Regions from separate parts of the Mus musculus genome. Here region 2 is linked to region 1. The links are chromatin contacts, called in public HiChIP or PLAC-seq maps. All regions are on one chromosome and are shown on one strand. The core of a region is the stretch at or near the end of the contact, and the rest is flanking DNA. Distances in the headings are between cores, read along the strand shown. Region 1 overlaps Emp2 (epithelial membrane protein 2). Region 2 holds the start of Rmi2 (RecQ mediated genome instability 2).

Evidence for each region. HiChIP or PLAC-seq counts read pairs in DNA pulled down with a chosen protein or histone mark.
Region 2: a contact with region 1 is called in a FOXA1 HiChIP or PLAC-seq map of pancreatic cancer cells. The contact joins the promoter of Rmi2 here to the enhancer-like site in region 1. A contact is called at or near these places in 5 of 39 promoter capture datasets (the C10 cell line, embryonic stem cells, hippocampal neurons and 1 more), 3 of 484 Hi-C or Micro-C datasets (all in embryonic stem cells), 1 of 115 datasets of contacts at active chromatin or transcription factors (pancreatic cancer cells) and 1 of 9 other capture datasets (embryonic stem cells).

Annotation. Positions count from the first base shown.
Region 1 is chr16:10,285,390-10,288,089 of GRCm38.p6, forward strand. It overlaps Emp2 (epithelial membrane protein 2), which reads right to left. Exons shown (of 5, transcript NM_007929.2): 3 at 2,666-2,700; 4 at 66-212. Among named protein-coding and RNA genes, the nearest start is that of Emp2, 27 kb to the right of the region's middle. Within about 2 kb of position 1,307, at least 118 of the 459 cell types and tissues checked have an H3K27ac peak or open chromatin away from gene starts, as enhancers often do. A contact at or near this core is called in pancreatic cancer cells, where this site is marked.
Region 2 is chr16:10,833,683-10,836,382 of GRCm38.p6, forward strand. Rmi2 (RecQ mediated genome instability 2) reads left to right here and starts at 1,377. Exons shown (of 2, transcript NM_001162932.1): 1 at 1,377-1,708. The coding sequence starts at 1,408. It also overlaps the pseudogene Gm17913.

The DNA.
Region 1 (2,700 bases), core at 57-2,556:
GTGTAGGCAGCACAGGCTGTCTCATGTGTGTACAGGCAGTACACGCGGCTTCCAGGTTCACTTACAGGACATGAGCTGGATGATGGACGTCAGGACGAACCTCTCTCCCTGCTTGAGGCGGAAGAGCTGGAGCAGAAAGATGAGGAAGGAGATGCAGGAGAGGATGGTGGAGAGGATCATGGTGGCCTGCACCGCCTGCATCACAGAATAACCTGTGGGCAGAAGATGAAGGCTTCACACAGAGGGTTATAGGACTGTCTGCAGCCAAGCATGTCCATCCAACTACTGGGCACTGTGACACAGGGTTGTCATCTATAAACTTCACACTGAGATCTGACACCAGGGTAAGCTCATGTCTTAAGTGAGTCCACAGCATTGTGTTGGGCCCCATTCCTAGTCACTGTGCTCCGTGGGCCACAGACTGAACATACCTGGCCACCCTGGCAGTGTGCCAGGCTACCTCGCTCTTCTCCTCCAGCTAGGCAGTTGATCAAATACCAACTTAAACAGAAGATGAAGCCAGAACCAAGACTCTCCCTGCTCTGGATTGCAGCTCCTACCTATTTGGCTTGGGAAAAGAGCAACAGCCAGGTCTCAACCTTTTTAGTTTGCCTGATGGCTGGAGGGAGCTTTGATTATAAGGGCTGGGTAAGGCGTTAACAGCAATGGATCGTATCGCTCACATTAAGCTGCACATCTGGGCCCCACAGAAAACACCTGGTCCTGCTTCCTGTTTCCTTATGGCAAACAAACGTACTCTCCAACAGAACACATCACTCCTCAAAGTCCAGGATCAGGGGTAAATAAGCTGGGGGGGTGGGGCTCTCTGGCTAGGAGTTGAGGGGAATGGGCCAAAGGACCTTGTGGGGTGTTAGGAAAGTCCTCTGCTTTGCTTTCAGTGGTAGTTTGCTAGGATTATAAAGAATTGTCAAAACTCATTGCACCAAGGAGCCCTTAAGAAGTATGCATTTCCATGTTTGTAAATGATGGCTATATTCTAAAAAATATTACCAGACTTTCCTGAGACAAAATGAACTGGAACACCAGGCACGGAGAACACTTCTAAAGTCTCCTAGGGAATTTCAAAGTGAGCCAACGTTGTGACCCCGTGGCTTTGAACATTAGTAATTAAATTTTCCAAGGAGCCACCTAGGAAGGCTTATTTAAAATGCAGATTCCTCACTCAGCCTCCATTCCTCTGGGGTTGGTGCCAAGATAATATATTTTTAGCAAGTACCCCAGGTGATTCATATCCTGTGACGAAGCAACTGTAGAAACTGGTTTTGTGAGAAGAAATGACTCGGTGCTTTTAGACTAGGTTCCTTGGCGATGAGCTGCTGAGTGTGCTGCTGGTGGCCGTGATGTCCGTGTGGGTGAAACCCAGCCAGGCCACCAAAAGCAGGAAGTCAGTCAGGGGAGGGCTGTGACCTTGCTGTGGTCTCAGGGTTCCTGGAGGCCTCAGGAATGGGCTCGCTTGCAGGGCTACCACCTCATAATACCTGCTAAGACAGCCAGGCCCCATAGCAGCAGTGCCTGTAGTCTTGGGCTCAACAACTATTTCTGAGGTGTGTCAGTTGAAGGGAGAACCCAGAAAGTTCCAGAAATCAAAATCTGAATCTGCCATGCACCATACCGGGTCACACAATGAAACAACATGCAGAGATTGTATTCGGTGTTGTAAGTCATCTAGAAACTACGGTGCAGAGGTGGTGTGCACCCTTCCACAGCCTTGGGGAATCCTTGCAGGGTTTCAGAACTACTCCCTGCACAGCTACATGGGCTACAACTGCATTTGAGTTGCTTAAATTTTGGTTTTGTTTAGCACAAAAAAATCAGTAAGGAGAGGATGGGCCAGAGAGATCTCACTAGCTAAGGCTTCTCCACCGTCCACAACCATGCTGGACAACCTGAGTTGGAGCCATGGAGAACTAACCCCCACAGTTCTCTCTGATGTCCACGTGTGTGTCATGGCCTCTGACAAACAGAGACAGAGGGAGTCAGTTGGGTTAGACTTCACTGAGGGTCTTTGGCTTTTAATTTAGCCTTTCCTCCTGTTTTCACGGCTTGTGACACCAGTTTACCACTGATGCTGCAGGTACATTTACTCAGGAAATAAATTTACATGTGGAAGAAGTTGGAGCTGGCACAAGGTTTTTTTTGTTTTTGTTTTTGTTTTTGTTTTTTTTCTTTTACAGGAAAGAGCCAGGCAATAAATTACTTTAAGCTTCTGGTCACATTATTATTATTATTATTTCTTCTCCCCCTTTTTTTGTTTTGAGGATTTTGTTCTTTTTACAACTCTTTTAAAATGTTAAAAGCATTCTTAGTTCATGGGCCACACCAAAGCAGGTCTTGGGCTGCATTTAGCTGGTAGTTCACGGATTCCTGATTTAAAGAGCTGTAATACAGGAATTCCCACAGGGAGGCATGGAACACCAAGAGCAGAGGCCCAAAAACACTGCTTCTGGACTCAGCAAGCTGTCTTGATGGGTCCAGTTTATCACCACTGCTGACTGTTTCTGGGGCTCAGTCAGCATTACATACAGGGACAGAGAGCAAGCAGATAGGCCTGGGTCTGCTGAGATGGACCTGACCTGGCTGGGTCTGCCAAGTCTCAGGAGGGAGGGGATATGGGAATGGTGATGCCCCAGCCACCCACACTCACCTTCAAACGCTTCAGGGCCGGTCAGCTCATTGATC
Region 2 (2,700 bases), core at 127-2,626, 550 kb after region 1:
GTGGACTTCATCTCCAGGTTCTCCCATCCTTCCAGCATCCCTTAGTTCCTACCTTGCACCTTGTATACCCACCTGTCTCTCTCTCCCTCTCTGCATTCTCTCTCTCTCCCTCTCTGCATTCTCTCTCTCTCCCTCTCTGCATTCTCTCTCTCTCCCTCTCTGCATTCTCTCTCTCTCTCTCTCCCAGCACATGCACACTCTTTCTCTACCCCCTCCCCTCTGTCTTCCTCCCCATGTCGACTTCCCTGGCCTCCTTCCTTGGGACCAGAGAACCGACCCAAGAGCGGCTTCCCCATAAGCCTGCCTTTGCGTACTTCGATTTGGCTTGAATTGACTCATTTCACCAGCAGAGAATAACTTACCAGGATGCACGTGTGCCGCAGCGCACTTGTGGAAGTCAGAGAACAATTTATGGGAGTTAATTCTCACATGGGTTTTGGGAATGGAACTCTGATCTGATATCAGATTTGGTGGCAAGTGATTTTGCCTGGTGAGCATTCTTGCTAGGTAAACACTCTCCTATAGAGCAATATCCCGAACTGAAAGAGGAAATTGTTTAATTTACTTGTTATGGTGTTTCCAGGAAGGGCTCTTGTATACCAGGTTGGACTCCAATTCACTCTGTGGCTAAAGATGACCTTGAACTCATCTTCCAGCCCTGGTGAGTGCTAGAGTTAAATAGGTGTGAACCACCAAAATTTGTTTTGATACTTTTTTAATCGTTAAATTCAAATAAGTGTATTTATTTTCTTTTTAAAGATTTCCCCTGATAAAACTCTTATAATTTCAGGAATACTGTGTGTGTGTGTGTGTGTGTGTGTGTGTGTGTGTGTGTAGTCTGGGCACAAGACCAATTTCTAAAGATGCTTGATATCTTAACCAAAGTTACCAGCGCAGCGCATATTCAGCGTCATCTCTGAGGTATTAAAAGAGTACAACCAATCCATTCATAAATTTGTGTTTGGGGCCATGCTTAAACTATTCCTCTGGAACTCTCTCTCCTGTGTGTAGATGTGATTTCGTATCAAAAAGGTCCAAGGGATCTACTTGCATCTCGGCTTTTCGTGTGGTAATGTTTTGCTAAGGGTGCACATTTTATTTCGGCTCTTAAAATTAATCGATCATCTACAACTACTGTTGAGTGCGTCTTATTTTTTAGTAAACTGGAACGGAGACATATGGCTTAAATCGTTGCTCTTCCTTAGGAGAGGAAATTCCGTATCTCCCTGCATTTGTTAGCGTATCTATTTTCTATTTAATTCAGTTGAATCTTTCAGCTTCTGGCGGTTACGCGGCTGTCCCGCCCCCATCCATTGGCTGCCTCGGGCAGGCGCGCTCTTGATTGGCTGCCGCTCGCCAAACCCCCGCCGTCCGTCAGAGTTGGCGGGAAAGCGGTGGTGGCGCAGCATGGCGGCTGCGGCGTCCGAGTCGCTGTCCTCCGGTGGCCCCGGGGCCGTGCGGCTGCCGCGCTTGCCGCCACTCAAGGTACTGGCAGGACAGCTGCGGCGGCACGCAGAGGGTGGCCCGGGCGCGTGGCGGCTGTCGCGGGCGGCGGTGGGCCGCGCTCCGCTGGAGCTGGTGGCCGTGTGGATGCAGGGTACCGTGCTGGCGGCGGAAGGCGGCCAGGCCCGGCTGCGCGACTCGAGCGGAGCCTTCTCTGTGCGCGGCCTGGAGCGCGTACCACGCGGCCGGCCCTGCCTCCTCCCAGGTAACGTGGGCGGGACCGGCTCTGCAGGTCCTCCCCGGGGCGGGGCGGGGCGGGGCGGTCCCACCTCCAGGCTCTAGCCCTCCTTCCTGGCCCAGCCCCTGTCAAGTGACTCCCCACCCATCCTCTTGGATGACAGCAACACCTATCCCCGCTTTCTAAGATGTAGGTTCCAGCCGGGCCTGGAGGTACACATCTTCCATCCCAATACTAGGAGTCTGAGGCAGGAGGATGGCAAAGTTCAAAGCCTGACTGAGCTACGAAGTGAGTTTAAGGCCAACGTAAGGCAACTCAGTGAGAGCCTGTCTCAGAACAAAAAGTAAAGAGGGCCTGGGGTGGGAGCACTTCCTAACATTGATGAGTCCTTGGGTTTAACCCAGACAGCGAGAATAGTAAACAAGTACATCTACTAAAACGCCTGTAGGTTCCCGAGGCTATCCCACCTTCCCAGTTTTGAGCCTTGCAATTCTGTGTCACAGTTCTATCCCTGTAGATGTTTTTCTCATTTTTCCCCGTATGTTTTGAAAATAATTTCTCAGGAAATGTCTGCTTGTCTTTTTCTCTGTGTGTGTGTGTGTGTGTGTGTGTGTGTGTGTGTGTGTGTGTTTTTAAGGCAGTGTCTAGCCTAGACTGACCTAAAATTCATTGTGTAGCTTGGACACCCGGGCTTCCTGCTTCCATCTCCTGAGTGCTAGGATTCTAGGCATATGCTGCTCCATCTGGTTCATACGCTGCTGGGAATCAAACTGGGGGCTTTGTGCATGCTACGCAAGCAATCCCAGCCCTAAGTCTGTACTCATATTTTTGTTTGTTTGTTTGTTTGTTTGTTTTTTCGAGACAGGGTTTCTCTGTATAGCCCTGGCTGTCCTGGAACTCACTTTGTAGACCAGGCTGACCTCGAACTCAGAAATCCACCTACCTCTGTCTCCCTAGTACTGGGATTAAAGGCATGTGCCACCACGCCCAGCAGGTTTTCTGAGTCTTAAGAGTTGTTT